Regions from separate parts of the Hordeum vulgare genome. Here all the other regions are linked to region 2. A link is a contact called in public Hi-C data. All regions are on one chromosome and are shown on one strand. The core of a region is the stretch at or near the end of the contact, and the rest is flanking DNA. Distances in the headings are between cores, read along the strand shown. Region 1 holds the start of LOC123444247 (WD-40 repeat-containing protein MSI4-like). Region 2 holds the start of LOC123444249 (V-type proton ATPase subunit B 2-like). Region 3 holds the start of LOC123440163 (polyamine oxidase 1).

Region 1 (2,700 bases), core at 162-2,661, 680 kb before region 2:
GTTGTCAATCTCCGGCCTTGTAGTTTGCAAAGGATCAAAACACAAGCGGGAAGGTAACAGTGATTGCAACGGAAAAGTAAAGAAAACGGTAAACGATGGAGGTGTAAACAATGGAGGTGATATGGACCGGAGTCACATGACGTTCACTAGTGATGTCTCTCTCCCAAAAGATGATAAACAACTATGCTAGGGTAAACAAATCACAGTTGGGCAATTAACAGAATTATGATCGCACCGCAATGCTAATTAGCTAGCACCCAATGCTACATGGTTAGTGAGGCCGGACCATCCATCGTGTCATATGCTAGTCTGATTGATTGCGCGTCCACACACCCCTTTCGACTAGGGACCATTTAGGACACTCATCATACAATGCATAGTCTCACAAACAAGTCACGTACTTGTTAATACACAACATTGATAATATCGAAGGACTATCTTTATTCATAAACACATAAGAAATATCATCATACATGATTGCCTCTAGGGCATATCTCCAATAAAGAGCACCCGAAAAACTTGATACCAACCACCAATCAGATTGTCGTGTATATTTGATGCATATGATTTTCATTGCACTTGGTACATAAAAGCTTGGGCCTTCTCCCTTTTGGGTTCTCATCATTATTATCTTGCACAGTTTTATAATCATTGTTTTAATATTGCTAAGCTATTTTGTACTACTATTTTTCTCATGCACACATGCGGTGGAATAAGTTATATTCCATGTCCATCGGATTGGATAATTATATGGTTTTCAATTTTTGCCTCAAACACGTAGAAGGAGTTCAATAATGTGTTCTTCTTGACTAATTAGTACACACATTCTCGCAAGCATTAGGCCTTTTTATTGTAAGAAAGTAGATATGAAGGGATATTTACAAACATCTCAATGTCTTTTTATGGTAACACTAAACAATATACCATATGTATATCTTTATTTACACAAATGCATGCATTATGCATGTATGATATTGTATCAAAAACTACATCGTGATCAAAATAAAGTACTCAGTAGCAGATTGTTTGATAAGATATAGCCATGCTGAGTGTATCACAGTTGTGTATGGCGAGGAACTCTTACCTCTTGATTACAACTCTATCTATCATAATGAAATAAACTCCTTTTCTCCCCGCAAAAAGACAAAAGAAGGAACTACTTGAATGCATTTTTGGTTGAGTAGTTGATTCTTGATAGTATCACGAGAATATGTCACCCATGTATACATGACGGTTTCCCGCTGCAATGCACGTGCACTCACCTGGTGTTTTTTCTCTGAGGATCAGTGTTTTTTTATGATGAGTCTCAAAAAATGTCCGCTTTCTTTTTTGAGGGGTGAAAAAAAAATGTCTGCCAGAAGATCGGGAGCTAGACAAACAGCCCAACTTTGTGAAGCCCATAATATTCTCCGACACCAAACACGAAATGGCTCAGCCCATTTGCACACCGCATCTGTTACCGTTTTCACTCCAGCCGCAGCCTAGATACTCCTCTGCGCCTTGGTACTTCGCACCGAGCGGGAGGCAGACAGGAACAGACTCCCAGAGAGCACTCCCCCTGCACAGAGCGAGAGCGAGGGCGGAGCAGTCGTCGGCGGCGGCCAGCAGCGGAGCGGAGATGAAGGAGAGAGGCGGGTCGAGGGCGGCGGTGGACGAGCGGTACGCGCAATGGAAGTCGCTCATCCCCGTCCTCTACGACTGGTTCGCGAACCACAACCTCGTCTGGCCGTCCCTCTCCTGCCGGTAATCCTCGTTCCCTGCGGCCTCCTCTGCTGCTTCCCCTCTCCATTCCCGCCGTTACTTGGGCCCAGGCGTTGTGCTCGCGTAGATTCATATGGGGCTAGGGTTTTGTCGTCACGGACGTATCTAGGGTTTTGCTCTGTGTCTGTGCAGCCACTGCATGCGGTATCTCCAGATCTGTGGCGTGGCTACTGCCTGGCTGGTATGGTGAGCAGAGCGGAAGCTTTGGGTCGAGTTATTGCCCTAAGGTCCTAGGGTTTTGGGTTCTGTAATTTTTTCTGTGGTGGCATGCGAGTATTTCAGATGGGGGTTTGGTGTTTGTGTTCATGTAATGCTTGCCTTGATGAGCTGTTTCGATGCGGCGGCTCCTGCCAGTGTCAACCATTTTATCTTGTAAATATGATTGCTTGCCATCTATATAGTGAGCACGATTTGATGATATTGCTTTATGAGCATCGGCTCTGTGGTGCATTCTTACTCACCAACTGGTACTTCGAAGCTAATAATATCTCAGATTGGTGGCATTCTGTTTTGAAGCATGCTTGTTTGATTTTGCAGCAGTTCTGACCTTCAATAGTGGTTCTGCAACTAATTTATTTGCTGATCTGTTGGTTTGTTTGGGAACAGGTGGGGTCCTCAGTTTGAGCAGGCTACCTATAAGAATCGCCAGCGCCTCTACCTATCAGAGCAGGTGACCTTCAAAAGTCCTCAGTTTGAATGCTTTCACAAACAGATTTTTAGCATATGCGACTGATTGTTAGGTTTTGTTACATAATGAGTATTTATATTTTCTTATTCAGATCTAACCATAGTATTTTTTTTTCATCCTGAGGTGCTTTCAGACAGATGGGAGTGTCCCCAATACCCTGGTCATTGCAAACTGTGAAGTTGTCAAGCCACGGGTTGCAGCTGCAGAACACATATCACAGGTTATTCAGTGTTCAATGGCTTTCCATTACA
Region 2 (2,770 bases), core at 223-2,722:
ACCAATTTAATTGACGTACTACTAGTAGGATTTGTGATGCATGAGGCTCATTTTCCTATACTTTTTTTTAGTGTGCCCTTGAGACAGTCATGTGCGAAATTTGTGTGTTGAACTGTATTATGGTTGAATGATGAACTTTGATATCTTTACCTATTAATGGAGGAAGGAGTGCTTATGTCCGTTTGTTATCGAAACTATCCCTAAATTTGCAAAATAACATATAAGTGATAAAAAAATGTTTTACAAAGAGAAATCTGGGACTGGGCCGGCCCATTCAGTAGGAACCTTTTATAGTGCGCTCCACGCTAGGTGAAGACACACCACGCTTCTTTTGGGCCGGCACATGTACGTGTGACCTGCTTTTTAAATTTCGTTTTTATGTTTTATTTTTCTTTTCCATCATTTTTGTTCTACTTTAAATAAATTGAAAATTCATTAAAGTTTTCAAATTAAGAAATGATAATTTCGAAATAAAATATTTCATAATTCATAAATGTTTGTGGATTTATAAAATATTTGTGATTTTCAAAAAAATCTGCTGATTATTGAACATTAATGAATTAAAAAATACATTCATGATTTTTTTTCTAAAGTTCATGTGTTAAAAAATGCCAATGAAATTGAACAAATATTCTCAAATTAAAAAAATCATGAATTAAAAAATATCCTAAAAATTAGAAATCTGTTCGTAAATTAAAAAGTAGTTTATTGCTTCATGAAATGTTCGCTGATTCAAAAAAATCATGCATTTCATTTTTTTATCAATTTCAGAAAATGTTCGTTGATTCTAGAAATATTCGCCTACTCAATAAAATTGTTTAAAGAAATGTTTGCATTTAAAAACATTTGTTTGCAAATGGTATAAAACGTTCATGAATTCAAAAAATGTTCATGATTCTAGAAAATGTCGAATTTGAAAACGTTGATGATTTCAAATATGTTTACGAGTTTAAAAATATATTCATGATCTTCAAAAATTGCTCACAATTTCACGAAAATAAAAATAATGGTGTATCTCGGTGATGCAGCAAAATATGATTATGGTCATTGAAGATTATGATTTTTTTTCTTTACAATGCACGGGTTGTGCTGCTAGTGATAAATAAGGCTGAGTGCATCAATCAGTTAAAACTTGGCCGAGTTTAAAAAGAAAACTTGAATAGGCCTTTTAGAAAGAAAAAAACTTGAATAGGCCTGAATCATCAAGAAAGAAGGAATCCTTAAACTTCAAAAAAAAGAAAAGAGGAAGGAATCCCTTCGGGTCTTCCCGACAGCTCTGCTACACGTGGGCAACGTGAGCCGCTCGACTTCTACTCCAGGCGCCTCCTCTCGGTGGGACCCACTCAAGCAGATCTACTAGGTCGCGTCGATCTACACCGTCCACGACAACCTATCGCACCAGGCGGACGGTCAAGATCTTTCGAGATCACGGATCAGAGAACGTCGCTGGACAAAGCAGCTAATCAAATCAAATCGCATCGCCAGCCACAGAGCCCGGGGGAACGACACATCGTGAGCGATCCTTGAAGCCGCCCACAGGCGACAGCCAAGCTCCGCCGCGCCTGCGCTTCCGATCGAATCCGAGGTACGCGCGCGCCGCTCGGATCTCGCCCTCCTCCTCTTCCTCCTCCGCGCTCGATCGGTTCGGCACGTTTAAGCTCTCTCTCTCGCGCGCGCTAGAGATTTGCTCATTTGAGTTTCTTGTAAGAACGAGCAGGCCGGTGGCACCGGGCAGCAATTCTGCGTTTCGAATCGGCTCCGTTGGGGGCAGGTTTTCAGGCTCTCGTGCATTTTTCGCCCGGTCATGTGTCTTCCTCTGCGTGCGCGTGCAGTCTGCGATGTCTCCGGAGTTCGGTCATGGGATCAACCGATGTAGAAGTCTGTCGACTAGTCAACGACACGGTGAGGGAGGGACGGGATCGTCAGAGCTTTGCTGTCTCTAGGAGCTTTATGGTGTTGCTGAAGAACCGATGTAAGGCCCAGATTTTGGTAGCTGTTGAGTCTGTTTTGGTGTTCTGAAACTGTGCCTTATAGTGAGCTTGGTGCGTGGTTACGGTCTCCCATGTATGTGAAATTAGAGCTAGTAATGCCGACATAGCTCACATGATCGTCGTGTTGTGCTAGCTAGCTTTTGTTTCTGAACTACTAGTACCACTTGCCAATAAACGGGACTAAGTAAGTCGTAACTGGCTTCTATATTCCCCATGTAATCGAAACCATAACTTTTTCAGGGTACGGTTGATATTTTTTATTCGAATACCATTATCTAGCTTATATTCCGGAGAGTATACAGTTCCAGTGACAAATGTGTTAGATCACGATTCCGGTGTTTTATATGCCCGGCAGCTTTGTTAATCAATTTCCTAGAGCACTGTGGGGCATGAAAAGATACAAGCATTAAAGAGTAATTTTAGTAATTGAACTAGCAGTGATCGAAGGATTTCCTTGATTTGAAATGTATTATGTTAGCTTAGTCTAATCTGTTGATGTTGGTATATCAGGCTTCTCCTAAATTTCAAGAACATGGTTGTTGCTAATGGCAATGTCGACATGGAGGAAGGGACCCTTGAAATCGGGATGGGTATGCACTTTCCCTTTATCTCCATATGAGTGTATCTTCACATCAGTGATAATCTAGTGAAGATAATCAACACCTGCTAACAGTTCTCTTTGTATTGCAGAGTATAGGACAGTTTCTGGAGTTGCTGGTCCTCTTGTGATTCTTGATAAAGTGAAGGTATCCTCACTTCACACCACTTTGCGTGATTTA
Region 3 (2,700 bases), core at 173-2,672, 540 kb before region 2:
AGCCGCCGTCCGGTTCCGGCGTCTCCACGGCCTCCACCTCGATGAACAGCTTGTCCACGACACCGAATCCCAGCCGCTCAACGGCCTCACGCTTGAACTGCGGGAGCGGCGGGTCGAAGGCGATTGCGCCCGTAGCCGTAGCGGACACGTCCTTGCCGATGCTCGCCTTGAGGACGCCCAGCGAGACCGTGAGGATGACGTGGTCGGCGGTGAGCGTCGTCGTCGCCTCGCCGGCGAAGTGGAGGCGCACAGGTGTTTCGCCCCAGTCGAGACGACGGAGGCGGAGGCCGAGCCGGACAGTGCCGGGCGGGAGCGCGGCCACGAGGTGCTCCACCACGCGGGTGTACCCGCCGGGGATCGTGACGTGGTCGCCGGGGAAGTCGCGATACTCACCCTCAGCCGGGAGGTCAAGGTCGCCGAGATCGTCGGCGGAGGTGTCCGTGCGTTCCCGGTTGATGTGCATGCCGAGCAGCGCCTCCTCGACCTCCTCCAGCTCCTTGCGCCCGCCCGGGCGCCTCGCCTGGTACGCTCGCAGCCCCCGGCGCAGGTACTCCTCCACACCGCCCCCTTCGCCGACAGCCTCACCGGCACGCGCAGCCTCCATCATGCCCCTGTACAGCTCCTCGATCGGCTTGGCCACCGTGTTGGCATCGACGACGCCGCCGCCCTCGGCGACAGTCAGGACGCCGTCAGGGAACCCGTCCATGCGCTCGTACGGGAGGTCTGCGGCCTCCTCCCGGAGCGCGCCCGCTTCCCGCGCCAGTGCGTACACGGGGCTCCCGAGGATCCCCTGCACCCACGTAGCGCCCATCTCGAGACGATGGTCGGCAAACTCAGACGTGAACACCCGGCCGCCAGCGCGGCAGCCAGCCTCCACCACCACCACCTCGAACTTTTCCCGGCCGGCGCCGCATAGCTGCTGCGCCGCCGAGAGTCCGGCTATGCCAGCGCCCACTATGACAATCCGCGGCTTCTTCTCAACCATCCTCGCCTGCCGCGCCCGCGGCTCGCCGACGTTTTCGCACTGGTCAGTTGTCACTCCCGGAGCCTGATCCTCTGTCGTTGAGAAGGGAATTCAGAGGTGACTTTCCTTCACAAAAATGAACGCCGGCACTGCTAAAGAAGAAGGTTAGAAAAACATACTTTGCCCACGCCTCAGCCCTCAAATCAACCACCGCCGCCGCCGTTGATTCGTCGTCTCGCGCGACCATCGCCTCCTCGTCGTCCGTGTCTCCGATCTCCGGTTCTTTGACGAGTAAATAGTTGAGAAGAAGCCGAAGCCGATGATCTCGGCTTCCAACGGAGGCACTGAATTAGCCGCGCATTGAAAAAAATCGGTCATACGGACGATTTTTATTTTCTAAATGCGGTCCTTAGAGGTACGAATCTCATTAAAAAAGATTGAAGAGAGTTGTCCGGTTAATAATGGAAAAACCGGGTTAAAATGGTCACAATGCGCCCGCCACAACAGGCCATACAAGGCGACCTGACAACCTTCACAATAACGCACACACGCCGTCTAGGGAAAGAGCTCTGTCGAGGTTGTAACCCGGCGTCATCGTCATCACGCCTCCGCGAGGACGACTCCGACTTCACCATCGACGACCACCGATGTAGCCTCCACCACAGACAAGCGTAGAGGCATGCGTCGGACAACGCCAAACATTTCACCACACGCGCCGGCGACCAGACAGCTTCGACTCAGTCGACGAGTATTGAAGGAAGAAAAACACTGGACCTGTGCCGAGTCAGCGCCAGAACCGACCACCCATCTTCACGTCATCGTCGCCGCAAGGATCCCCCTCAAACAGCTCCGACTTCAGAAGACAAGAGAGGCACGGTGACCCGTCGGACACGCCGGACGAGACCGACTATCAGAACCCAACATCAAAACCTTCTCAGCTTGAAGGGGCCATCGTTGCCACACAAGAAGCCGCGCAGATCATCCGCATTGTCGGACGAGCCCCAAACGACCGCAATGTCGCGAGCGTCTAGCCCCTGGAGAGGGCAATCGAAATCCAAAGCTCTTCAAGAGGACGCCCCCAAGGAGGAAGCGACGATGCCGACGCCGTCGTCCAGCCCAACTGGGCCTAAGGTTTTCACCCGAAGAACTGGATCCGAGGGTGTGTAGGGAGAGAACTCCTCAACGGTGCCTCCAAGATGGTGAGATGACGTCCACAGACGCCGACACCGTCGGCTGGCAAGCTCTTGCCCGGCAAGCTTTCACCCGGAGCACCTCCCAACAGCACAACCCCACGCACAGCACCTCCGCTAGCCCACACGCCTCCCACGAAGCCACCGCGCCAGCGGCACCAGAGAGCCACCAAGCATCTCCTCCACGCAGCACCACAGCAGCCCCCAACGACACGTGATCTCAGTCCTGCCGAATCCGCCGCACTCCCTAGCCACTTCAATCATCACCTTGGGACGCTGCCTCGGCTTCCTCCGCCGCAACATGCAGCCATGGCAGGCCCCGCAGCATCACCGCCTGGAGCAGCGGAGCAGCGCCGCCCCCGCTCTCGAGACGGCGACCGAGGGGTCCCGCCGCTGCCGCACTGCGATGGCTTTGCCCGCGACGCCTCCAGCGGCGGCGAATGGAGAGGGAGGCGCGAGGGACCTGCTCGAGCCCGCAGGGGCGCCCCAGTGCGGCCCGACACGGCCGCACGAGAGCGGAACAGGAAGAGGGGAGGTCCCGATTCG

Evidence for each region. A called contact is a pair of places that touch in the nucleus more often than the background predicts.
Region 1: a contact with region 2 is called in a Hi-C map of seedling, with 5 times the contacts expected there. The contact joins the promoter of LOC123444247 here to the promoter of LOC123444249 in region 2. A contact is called at or near these places in 2 of 6 Hi-C or Micro-C datasets (leaf and seedling).
Region 3: a Hi-C map of seedling shows a contact between it and region 2, with 2.8 times the contacts expected there. The contact joins the promoter of LOC123440163 here to the promoter of LOC123444249 in region 2. A contact is called at or near these places in 2 of 6 Hi-C or Micro-C datasets (leaf and seedling).

The regions. Positions count from the first base shown.
Region 1 is chr3H:458,248,112-458,250,811 of MorexV3_pseudomolecules_assembly, forward strand. LOC123444247 (WD-40 repeat-containing protein MSI4-like) reads left to right here and starts at 1,412. Exons shown (of 15, transcript XM_045120912.1): 1 at 1,412-1,743; 2 at 2,368-2,431; 3 at 2,583-2,669. The coding sequence starts at 1,427.
Region 2 is chr3H:458,924,392-458,927,161 of MorexV3_pseudomolecules_assembly, forward strand. It overlaps LOC123444249 (V-type proton ATPase subunit B 2-like), which reads left to right and starts at 1,473. Exons shown (of 15, transcript XM_045120914.1): 1 at 1,473-1,585; 2 at 2,502-2,581; 3 at 2,682-2,737. The coding sequence starts at 2,524.
Region 3 is chr3H:458,389,435-458,392,134 of MorexV3_pseudomolecules_assembly, forward strand. It overlaps LOC123440163 (polyamine oxidase 1), which reads right to left and starts at 1,423. Exons shown (of 2, transcript XM_045116736.1): 1 at 1,144-1,423; 2 at 1-1,056. The coding sequence starts at 985.